Linked DNA regions of Mus musculus: regions 1 and 3 are each linked to region 2. A link is a contact called in public Hi-C and promoter capture Hi-C data. All regions are on one chromosome and are shown on one strand. The core of a region is the stretch at or near the end of the contact, and the rest is flanking DNA. Distances in the headings are between cores, read along the strand shown.

The links. Promoter capture Hi-C pulls out the DNA fragments that hold promoters and counts their contacts. Hi-C and Micro-C count contacts between places; a contact is called where the count stands out from the background.
Region 1: a promoter capture Hi-C map of pre-B cells shows a contact between it and region 2, with 3 times the contacts expected there. The contact joins the promoter of Spcs1 here to the promoter of Rps24 in region 2. A contact is called at or near these places in 2 of 39 promoter capture datasets (cranial neural crest and pre-B cells) and 3 of 484 Hi-C or Micro-C datasets (CD4 T cells, memory CD8 T cells and natural killer cells).
Region 3: a Hi-C map of CD4 T cells shows a contact between it and region 2, with 4 times the contacts expected there. The contact joins the promoter of Dph3 here to the promoter of Rps24 in region 2.

Annotation. Positions count from the first base shown.
Region 1 is chr14:31,000,307-31,003,791 of GRCm38.p6, forward strand. It overlaps Spcs1 (signal peptidase complex subunit 1 homolog (S. cerevisiae)), which reads right to left and starts at 1,360. Exons shown (of 4, transcript NM_026911.3): 1 at 899-1,360; 2 at 538-597; 3 at 372-458. The coding sequence starts at 1,111. It overlaps Glt8d1 (glycosyltransferase 8 domain containing 1), which reads left to right and starts at 1,127. Exons shown (of 10, transcript NM_029626.2): 1 at 1,127-1,691.
Region 2 is chr14:24,489,163-24,492,853 of GRCm38.p6, forward strand. Rps24 (ribosomal protein S24) reads left to right here and starts at 1,516. Exons shown (of 6, transcript NM_011297.3): 1 at 1,516-1,596; 2 at 2,588-2,653; 3 at 2,745-2,954. The coding sequence starts at 1,594.
Region 3 is chr14:32,084,417-32,087,942 of GRCm38.p6, forward strand. Dph3 (diphthamine biosynthesis 3) reads right to left here and starts at 1,276. Exons shown (of 3, transcript NM_172254.4): 1 at 994-1,276; 2 at 491-565. The coding sequence starts at 1,101. It overlaps Oxnad1 (oxidoreductase NAD-binding domain containing 1), which reads left to right and starts at 1,312. Exons shown (of 8, transcript NM_145460.2): 1 at 1,312-1,637.

The DNA.
Region 1 (3,485 bases), core at 110-2,609, 6.5 Mb after region 2:
CCATGCTAAAGATTAACAAACTAATGAGACAAAATATGTCAGGGAGTGAGAACAAGCCTTAAGTGTTTACACATACAAGTTTTAAGAACTAAAAGAAATATGAAGGCTGCGTGAGCAAAGCGAAGCCCCTGGCATATTCATTTTACTGCCTAGAGGAGATGCAAAAGACAATTAGAAAGCTCTACACCTTTATGTAGCGCAGGCCATCGGACACAACTTAACATTCTACTTTTCAAATAATAGAGAACAGAAACATTAATGGGAAAGACGAACAAAGAGGTGATTCTGGTTCTCACTGGTAGGTCCAACCAAGTCTCCTGAGTCAGAAAACTTACGCTACTGCTAATACGCAAATACCACAAATAGCTTACCAAACAGGAGAAAGCAAATCCGGCCATAACTATGTAGACAGTCCACCCAAACTGTTCAGCCACGTACCCGTAGATAAACCCAACTATCTGAAAAGAAACAAAGTATATAAAATGCACTCAAACCAAGAGAGGCGGGGTTAAGAATTAAAAGTAATGCAATACTTACTGCAGAAAAAAGAATGATCCCCTGAAACATCTGTTCAGCTAGTTTCTGCCCCTTGTAATCCTAGGGACGAAAAAGAAGAGGACGAGTTGGTCCTACTGCCAAAGGACTGCAATTCTCGTAGGGAACTCAGCGTTGGCATAAGGCAGCATTCAACACCAGGAGGGCCCGAGAGTAAGGAAGCAAACATGTAATTTCCCAGGGAAACTTGGGCATCTTAACAGACCACGGGAAAGGGGATCTATTCTGGGGAAGAGAAGGGAAAGTGAAGCCAATCTTAGGAGTGGCTCCGGTGAGGGTGAGGGGCTTAGAAGTCGCTAGGCTCCAAAGAGAAGTGCGGGGGATCGGGGACGCGCGCCCTCACCATCTGGGTGGGCAGCGAACTCAGGTGTTCCAGCATGGTTGCTGAAGACCGATACCGACAACGAAACGGACGTAGCCGATTATTAAGGAGTAAAGTTTGCGGGGGTCGATATCGAGAGCAAGGCCGACCAGCCGAGCGTTTCACTTCGGCCGTGGCCCCGGAAGCGGATGTCTCCGAGGGGCACGGACAACCCCTGGCCCCGCCCCGCGCCATCGACAAGGGAGGTACGTCTCTTAGCTTTCCTAGAACCCTGTACACTGCTCACGAGGGCTGGGGCAGCGACCTGGCCGGAGCATCGTGCACCGGTCAGCGCTCCTGGCCGCCCGGAGCTGTAATTGCGGCAGGAATCACTTGCGGGCTGCGCCTCCCCAGTTTAACGGCCGCCGGCGCGCTCCACGTCTCCATAGCGACGGCCTTTACTCGGGGAGGACCCGGGCGACGGGGCTGCCCCGTGGCGCCTGCTGCGCCTGGCTTTCTGGCAGAGGGAGGCACAGTCAAACTAGGGGTTGTGGCCCTACGTGGCTGCTGCAGAGCTCGCCGGCCAGTGGGCCACGGCCAGAGAGCAGCGGACGCGGACGGCCCGGCGGTGGGCCGGGGCCTGGGGCCTGCGGAGCGAGCGCTGAGCTGGCGGGGCGGGCTGGGGCGTGGGCGGCGGCCACTCCTCCCAGCGCAGGTAAGGGCGACTGCGCCCAGCCTCGGAAGGCGACGATTCGTCTGACGCGGCTCTAACCTGACCTGTCAGTGCGTGGCGGGATCCCCGGAGCGCCTCACCACGTCCCCATCACTCCTAAGCGTAAGGAGGCTACTAATGATCTCTAGAGTTAGGGAAGATAACGAAGCCACATTCTCCAGGGAAAGGAGACTGCCTCGGAGAAGAGCTGCGAGGCCCAAGTCGCCCCACATCTCGTGGATTGAGCTTCCGTGCCCCTATGTAGAGGGTCCCAAATTCGGCCTAACTTTTTGGTTGCCGGTTTCCATGGCTCATTCCCAGGCCAGTCCCTCTTGGTAAAGACCAGCCAAGGGCCGGGCGTGGTGGCGCACGCCTTTAATCCCAGCACTCGGGAGGCAGAGGCAGGTGGATTTCTGAGTTCGAGGCCAGCCTGGTCTACAAAGTGAGCTCCAGGACAGCCAGGGCTATACAGAGAAAACCCGTCTCGAAAAACCAAAAAAAAAAAAAAAAAAAGACCAGCCAAGGGGTTCCCTTAACCCTGTCTTTCAAGGGTTGTGTATTTCAAAGCGTGAGCCCTTCCCTCATGACTGAGCTAGATGGGGTGCCGAATTCAGACAGACCATTCTGGGGATCCCATCCTCTGGGGCCCGCTGCCTCTGTGGACTCTGCTGTGCATGCAGTCAGGCACAGATGGCGAGATGCTAGACACTCTAGACTGGGAGGTGAGTAGCCGATGCCAGCATCTACACATCCATGGAGCTACCAACCCATTAGTTAGTTAGTTAATTTTGATTAGCACAGTTGTGACTTAGAACTTGGAAACTTGGAGTGTGTCAAGGAAGATGTCCACATCACTCCAGTAATGTGACTATTGAATTAGCTGCGGGGGGAAAGCACCTATGTGATAGAGCTCTGGAAAGTGTAACCTGGGCTTTGGGGACGTTTCCTGATCGTGAAAGACAAGTGGGGCATAGCCAGTTAAGTGTGTGAAAATGTCCAAGTGTTCTTGTGCTTTGACACCATTCAGAAAAGTACAGACCCCCTTGACACTTCGGACCTTAGAGCCAGTACAATGAAAGACTACAACAATCTTCAAGGGTCTTTTTTCTTTTCTCCTTCCCTACACTTTCCTTAGTACATATGAATAGGCTCTCATTCCTCAGGGTTGTATCTCTACCAGTGCACTTCATAGGACGGGAGTTTGTTTTACAGACCATATAGTATTTGAACTATAAAAAGATGGAAAAACAAAATGGTTTTGCCTTGTTCCTTTTGACCCAACAGCTCCATAGGAATCTCATGCTTTTCCATATTCTGGAATTTAATGTTAGTGATGATTAAGATTGCAGTAAGAGCTCTTCTTTATTGGAGATCTGGACTCCTCCTGGATTAGCAAATCCAGGACTGTTCCACAAATGTCACATGCTTGCTGCATTTCTGGAAGGGATGGCCTTAGGTGACAGGATACAGCAGTAGAATTACATTTTCATTTAACTCCTTGTTTCTGTGGAACTTAGATTCACAGCTCACAGATGCACACATGCGATCATTCCATAACTGGGAAGGAAGAGTAAGATTGTCGGTGTAAGGAGAGCACAGAAAGATGCGATTGGTGACCTCCGCAAGAGCAGTTTGAAAATAAGACCAAACATCTGAGAACAGAGGAAGGAAACACACAGAGAGAAGAGTATTTCAGCTCATTTGAGACATTTAGTGTGAGGGAGGCAGAGACATGGACCTGTGGGTCAGTCCTCTGGAAGTGCTCCATCTTCTCCACCCTCCTCTACCTCTACTGCTTTAACTGGAAGACACCAGAACATGCTAGTGTGCGGATGGGTGTGATCCACCAGGAATGGCGAGAAGTTGGTGCTACACGAGAACAGTTGTAGGATAGGGTACAGAGCACCAGTGGGAATC
Region 2 (3,691 bases), core at 266-2,765:
ACAATCCTCCCTTCCAATCCAATAAACTGCTAGGTGTGGTGCCCCACTTGGGAGGTGAAGGCAGAAAGATCAGGAATTCAGGATCATTCTTGGCAATGCAATGGATTTTTCAAGACCTTGCATGGGCTTCGAAGGTCTGGTTTTAAAGAACCTAAAGCCTCACACACGAAAAACCTTATGAAAAAGTCACTAGCAACTCGTGGTGTCACGTCAATGCAATAGGGGTGAGTAGTTAAGGTTTCTGCTATTTCCCTGGTGTAAAGCAGGGATGCTGACTGAAAGGCCTTTTTTTTCTCATTAATTAATTTATTTACTTTACGCCCTGATCAAAGCCCCCACCCCACCCCGACCCCAATGGCTTTCTTAAATGCCTTCAAGATGAACTTTTTTGGAGACAAGTTTTACTTTATTTTATTCTTTTTTTTTTTTTGGTTTCTCGAGACAGGGTTTCTCTGTGTAGTCCTGGCTGTCCTGGAACTCACTTTGTAGGCCAGGCTGGCCTCAAACTCAGAAATCCACCTGCCTCTGCCTCCCGAGTGCTGGGATTAAAGGCATGTGCCACCACGCCCGCCCGGCACTTTATTTTATTCTTGAGTCAGCGTCTCACTGTGCAACCCTGATTGACCCAAAACTCTTTGTAGGCCTCAAACTCAGAGATCTGCCTTCCTCTACCTCTTAGGCCCTGCTTAGTGGAAACAATTTAAACCAACTACCTGCCTCTAAGATTTAAACTAGTGGTTCTTAGCCTTGCTAACGCTGCGGCCTCTTACTACAGTTCCTCATATTGTGTTAACTCTTGACTATAAAATTATTCCTGCCGGGCAGTGGTGGCGCACGCCTTTAATCCCAGCACTTGGGAGGCAAAGGCAGGCGGATTTCTGAGTTCAAGGCCAGCCTGGTCTACAGAGTGAGTTCCAGGACAGCACAGAGAAACCCTGTCTCAAAAAACCCAAAAATAAATAAATAAATACTTAAAAAATAAAATTATTCTCGTTGCTACTTAATTGTAATTACTTAATTGTAATTAATTTGCTGTGATTTTGACTTGTAATGTAAATATCTGTTTCCTGATGGTTTTGGGCAACCCTTGCAAAAGGGTCGTGACCCTTTGGCTGAGAACCGCCGATTTAAACAAATGACATTGAAAGCGAACTTTACTGGGTGAAGTAGCGCACATTTCTCAAATCCAACGTGCCTGGGAGGCAGAAGCAGGCCGTTCTCTTGAATTCGAGGTCAGCGTGATCTACAGCGATAGTTTCAGGGCAGCCAGGGCTATATAGTGAACTCCTGTTTCAGAAAACAACAAAATACAAATGCAGGACGGAAAAGAAGGGAATGGGAAATATACACGCGATTGTGTAACCATACATCAATTTGAGTGGATCCAATTCAGGCCAGCCAGAGCCCAGGTCTGGGGCGTGGCTAAGGGCTAGCGAGGCGTGGCTTCAAGTACTTTCGGTCAGGCATTGCTGTAGTCTACCCCAAGGCCTTAGCCACGCCCCCGCGCTGGGGTCCTTCCTTGCGCGTTGATATGATTGGTCGGCAGTGAGCGGTCCTCTTTTCCTCCTCTCCAGCTCCGGCGCCGTAGCCATCATGGTGAGTCTCCTCGGGCTCTCAGCACTATCCGTCGCTTATCCGCGCCATCCCTGCCTGTTCGGGGACCCCACTAGAGCTGCAGCCATCCGGGGCCCACTTACTCTGCTCCGGCCTGCCTCACGGAGGCCGGTCGCCCGGGGTCGCCGAGTCGCGGCTGTCCGGCACCGCCGTCCGGAACACGCCGGGCTTTGGGCTCCCGGGCCTCGGCTATGGAAACCCCTGTGGAGCTTCAGGGGCACGAGTGAGGCGGGCGCTGGCGGGCCAAGGTGACGAAGGCGCCTCCGGCTCTTGGGCCAGCGGACTGAGCGGTGGAGCAGAACTTGGGTGCCTCGGGGACCGCCAAAAAGTGGCCTTGTCCACTTCTCTGAGGCGGAGGACTGAGCCTTCCGCCACGCGCGGGCTGTTCTTTGACTCGTGCATGGTGCTATCGAGGTGACTTAATCCCGATTCCTCGAGTCGAGCTCGGAAGGCAAGCAGCCATGTGCAAGCTGCCGATTTGAGTTGATCTCTGCTAATTTTCGTGTCTGTTTAAGCTCGCTGAATGCCAGCTACTGCGGTACTTACTCTAATTAGGGAAGAAGTTGGCGAAGTCCTGTGTCTGGGTAGCCACTGAGAGATGCTGGGAACCACTGAGACTTCTCTCTCCAAGCACTAGAGGCATTGGTTGCAGCATGTAGAGAGTCCTGGTGGTGTCCAGTGTCAGGTGATCAGGGATTCTCAAATCAATATGTGAGATCACAAAATCAGTAGTACTTCAAATGATAGCCATAATCTAAAGTGAAGTTTGGATGACGTGAGAGAAAATGAGTTGTTTTATGGTAGTTTATGAGGCGCTGTCGCCTGCTTTGGGGCTTTTTTGCCTTTTCTTTCCTTTATAGCTTGTCCCCAATTCCTGCCTCTTTCTAGACTGCATTGCTAGTAATTGCTGAAAGGCCAGAGCAAAGGCAAGACGAGATTTTTAACATCTTACTGACTTGTGTGTTACCTGCAGAATGACACAGTAACCATCCGGACCAGGAAGTTCATGACCAACCGTCTGCTTCAGAGGAAACAGATGGTAAGGATCAGAGTCAAAATGTGGTCTTTGTGTCTGCTTTTGAAGATGTAGTTAACTTGTAAGGAGTACTGACTCTTACACCTCTTTATAGGTCATTGATGTCCTTCATCCTGGGAAGGCAACAGTACCAAAGACAGAAATTCGGGAAAAGCTGGCCAAAATGTACAAAACCACACCAGATGTCATCTTTGTATTTGGATTCAGAACCCACTTCGGTGGTGGCAAGACCACTGGCTTTGGCATGATCTATGATTCTTTAGATTATGCAAAGAAGAATGAGCCTAAACACAGACTGGCAAGAGTAGGTATCTTATTCTTTAATGGATACATGCCTGTAATCCCAGCCTGGACTGAGTTAGGATGGCAAGTTAGATTTTGTTTTCCAGTGTATATTGGGATACAATAAGCAGTTTGGGCCAAACTTGTGGTGTTCTACCTACCCACTAGCCCATCTCCATGCAGTTTCTCTGGCCTTCTGAACTGGAACTTAGCAGTCTTTACTGGGCTTTCTATTTCTAAGTAGTGGAATTGCAGGTGTGCACTGCCATACCTCACTGTTTTGTATGAGCCGTGCTGCCGTCCATGCCTAGGAAAAGTTGGTATCATTTAATGGGAAAGTTACCATATACAATATACAATGCACACATGGTACCTTTAAAAATGTACAAACTTCATGTAGTCCAAAATGGGTAACAAGCTTGGTTGATGGTCAGGATGCACCTGGCTGGCTTATTTCATTCTTTTAGGTGACTTCTCACTGTCGCCCAGGCTGACCTCCTCTGTCTCCAGCGTGGTGAGATTACAGGCATGGGTTGCCCACCCTGAGTTATTTTCTTGTTTGTTTCATTGGGTTGTTTATTTGAGGCATGGCCTTTAGCACAGGCTAGCCACAAACTGGGAGTTACTTTACCCAGTTTCATGAGTTCTTTAGTCCATTTACTCCTTGGTATGATGAATTCTCTACTATAACAGTTGGACATGAGGACTTCCTGAAGTTTTTTTTTTTTTTTTTTTGAGATAGGGTGTTGCCCTAGCTGG
Region 3 (3,526 bases), core at 26-2,525, 7.6 Mb after region 2:
ACCCCTTTTCTATTGCCATTCCTAATGGATACAAAGGAACATGGAACTGTAACATTACATCTAGGAACTATATCTCAAACAAGGTAGATTCTGTACATAAGCTAGGCAAGCAATAAAATGCAATCTTCTAAAAATATCCTAGAGCTCTGAACAAACTAAATATTAAATACAAGAGAAATGTCAAAAGGAAGAACATCAATTAAAATAACCATAATTTTTCATTCCTGATTAAGTCATCAATTTTCATTACAAAGCAATTTCTTTATTGCCCTTTCCAAAGTGATCATAAGTTACATAAAAGGCAGATCTCTGTGAATTCAAGGCCAGCCTGGTTCACATCATGAGTTCCAGTATAGCCAGGGCTACTTAAGGTCCCTGTCTCAAAAAACAAACCAACACCCAACACTCTTCCGCCCTTTTCTATCAGACAGGCTCCTTTAGGCCCTTGTCATTAGCTCACACCACCCATCCCCTTTAACATATCCCTTACTTTGTCATAAATCACTTTTATAATGAGTGAGCAGCTAGGACACGTGGCCACATCTTCTCCATTTTCCAAATCTTCCTACAACGCAATCAAACAACATATGGTCAGCATAGCCTTTCGTCAACTTCCCATAAATCTCTCCTATGTCTATGGGCAAGTCTTTAGTTGGGTAACAACACAAAGAACTTTCCTCCCAAGTGTCATCTAGGAAAAAAAAACAGGGAGATTAGATTGGTTCGATCGCCTCCAAAACCCTGGGGTACAAAATCAAGTTCCCTTCTTCAAAGAAGCTCCCAGGGGAAAAAAAAATAGAAAAAAAAGAAAAACACTTAGGGGCGGGACTACGGAGAACAGCGCCCTTAACCCGACCCTGTATGCTAGACAGCCTAGGTTACTACTTTAGGGGCGGGGGTTCGGAAGAACACGTGGGTAACTGAGCCTTCCCAGGGACACCGGAAGCGACAATGCGCAAGCTCGAGGGATCGCCGGCGGGCCCTTTAGAGTACCTTGGTGATGGCAAAGTTATCCCCACAGGGGCAAGGGTAGAAATATGTCTCCGAGTCCTCGTCATATTGAAAGTCCTCGATCTCCACCTCGTCGTGAAACACCGCCATGGTCACCCGGTCGGCACCGCATCAGCTTGCCTACCTGCGCCCAGGCAGGGTAAGGCCCGGTCTTCCCGGTCCACCCTGGCGCAGGAACAGTCACTTCCGGACGCACAGGCGATGACGTAACTTCTACCGCCGCGGCCAAAAGGGTGACCCGGTCGCGGTCGCCATGGAGATAGCGCCGGAAAGATGGTGCTTCCTGCGCAGCAGCGTTGCGCAGTTCTCCGTCCACTGGGTGCCAGCGACCAATAGTGTGAAGGGCTCCCTCTCATGGCGGTTACGTCAGTCCGGGGCCCGGGGAGTTTGGGCTTGGGATATAAACGAGTTTTCTATGCAGGTGGAGTCTTGTCCTCCATAGCTGACTTCAGAGGACATTAAAAGAATTGGCGGAGGCTACGCCCTCTTGAAAGGGGGAATCATTGAGGCTCAGGGAGCCACACAGCGTCCTCTCCAGTTCTCGGCCCACAGCGCTCCTGCAATTGCGTTTCAGGCGACCTTGAACTCTGAGTGACTCTTGGCCTGTTATGAGTTCTTGCCTGCAGGTACATCACTGCCTCTCTCACCCCAGCCACTTTCTGATACCCCGGTTGTGTTGTAGAGAACCAAGATCTGCAAGACAGGGGCGAGTTCTAGCCATATTTTAAATATTCACTGCAGTGGTGGGCACAGTAGCTTTTAATTATTGGGGTTTTTAGTGGGCAACCTATATGTTAAACTTGATCTTGAGGTTCAAAAATCCATTTTATTCATCTTTAACATAGATTTAGAGACTGGGCATCTTGCCCAAGATTGCATACCTAGGCCATAACGATGAGCCTAGCTGTCTCTAAAGCCCAGGAACAAATTATTTATGTGAACTTTAGTTCTCGGTAAAAGGAATGGTGTTCCTGGTATTTTCGTCAGCGTGCAGCCTCTTCTTTGAGAAGCACGTTGTTCCGAGAGCCGTGCTGGGCTTGTTCCGGTTACAACCAGGGACTTTGGAGTAGTGCTAAGCAGTTACTCATCTCACTGGAGGAGTGCAGTGTAGTGAAAAGTAGTATGGCAGAACTGGATTCCAGTTTGACTTGAAGAGCTCTGGGGGTTGGAAAATTACATTCTTTGGTTCTTACATCCTCTTCTGAGAGTAGATCCTTTGGAATCTAACATTCTTTTGCACGAGAATGAATAGTTCAGCAGTCATGTATGACTTATGTAGTTTACATTTCTGTAACAGTGTTTAAGTATGTACAGTTGTGTGCATAAATTACCAATTTTGTGCATGTTTAAAGGACACTATATTTTGAAGCCTTTTTGAAGTGTGAAAACCTATGGGCAGAGAAGCCTTTGGGAGGAAAAAACCCAGAACTTAAGTGTATGGAAGGTTGTTTCAAAGATCTCCATTCCTTTTTTTTTTTTTTTTTTTAACATAATTGAAGATCTAAATAGCAATTAGGAGATCTTTGTAGCCTGTTGCAGGTTAGCTGTAGCCTGTCTGGGCAGAAGAGAAATGCAGTGAAAGCCTTCTATCTTTATGGGTATAAATACTTCCCAGGTAACCTCTGGGACACAGGAAGAAAACTGATTTCCAAGTGTCTGTCTTTAGTTCAGATGATCTTTAGTTCTTATGAGCCATTCTTGAATGCGCAGAAATGGATGCAGTTGTTGGTAGGGAATGGCCTGGCAAGTATATCGATCTGTAACCCCAGCATTGATGCAAGCAGGGGCAGAAACAGGTGGATCTCTGGAGCGCAGGGGCCGACAAGTTGGTGAGCTCCATATTGGGGAGGCTACCGGCCACACGAGGCTCGTAGTGTGTATAAGTTCTTAGGTCTTTTATTTAAAAAGCAAACACACAAAAGGCTGAAGAGCTGGTTCATCAGTTAATATCACTGCTGCTCTTCCTGAAGACCGACGTTAAATTCCTAGCACCTATATTGAAGTTAGTTATGTCTATAACTCCAGTTCCGGGCCACCCTTTTCTGGCCATGTGGTTGCTGGGAATTGAACTCAGGATCTCTAGAAGTGTAGTCAGTGCTCTTAACTGCCAAGCCATCTCTCCAGCCCTGGACCTGATGTTTTAGAAAGCAGTTCAGACCCATCAAAAACAAATTTCTGGGGCATCTTAAAGACTGAAGTTATAATCAGCTAGCTTTTCTTTTTAACTTCTCAACAAATCATTTGTGTGCATATTATTTAAAATAGTAAAGGAAAAACTTAATGAGCCATTTATTTATGGTAGTTGACACTGGGTTCTGGATAATTCTTATGTGTGTTTGATCATTAGAATAACACAGTGAGGGCTGGTGAGATGGCTCAGTGGGTAAGAGCACCCGACTGCTCTTCCGAAGGTCAGGAGTTCAAATCCCAGCAACCACATGGTGGCTCACAACCATCCGTAATGAGATCTGGTGCCCTCTTCTGGAGTGTCTGAAGACAGCTTCAGTGTACTTAC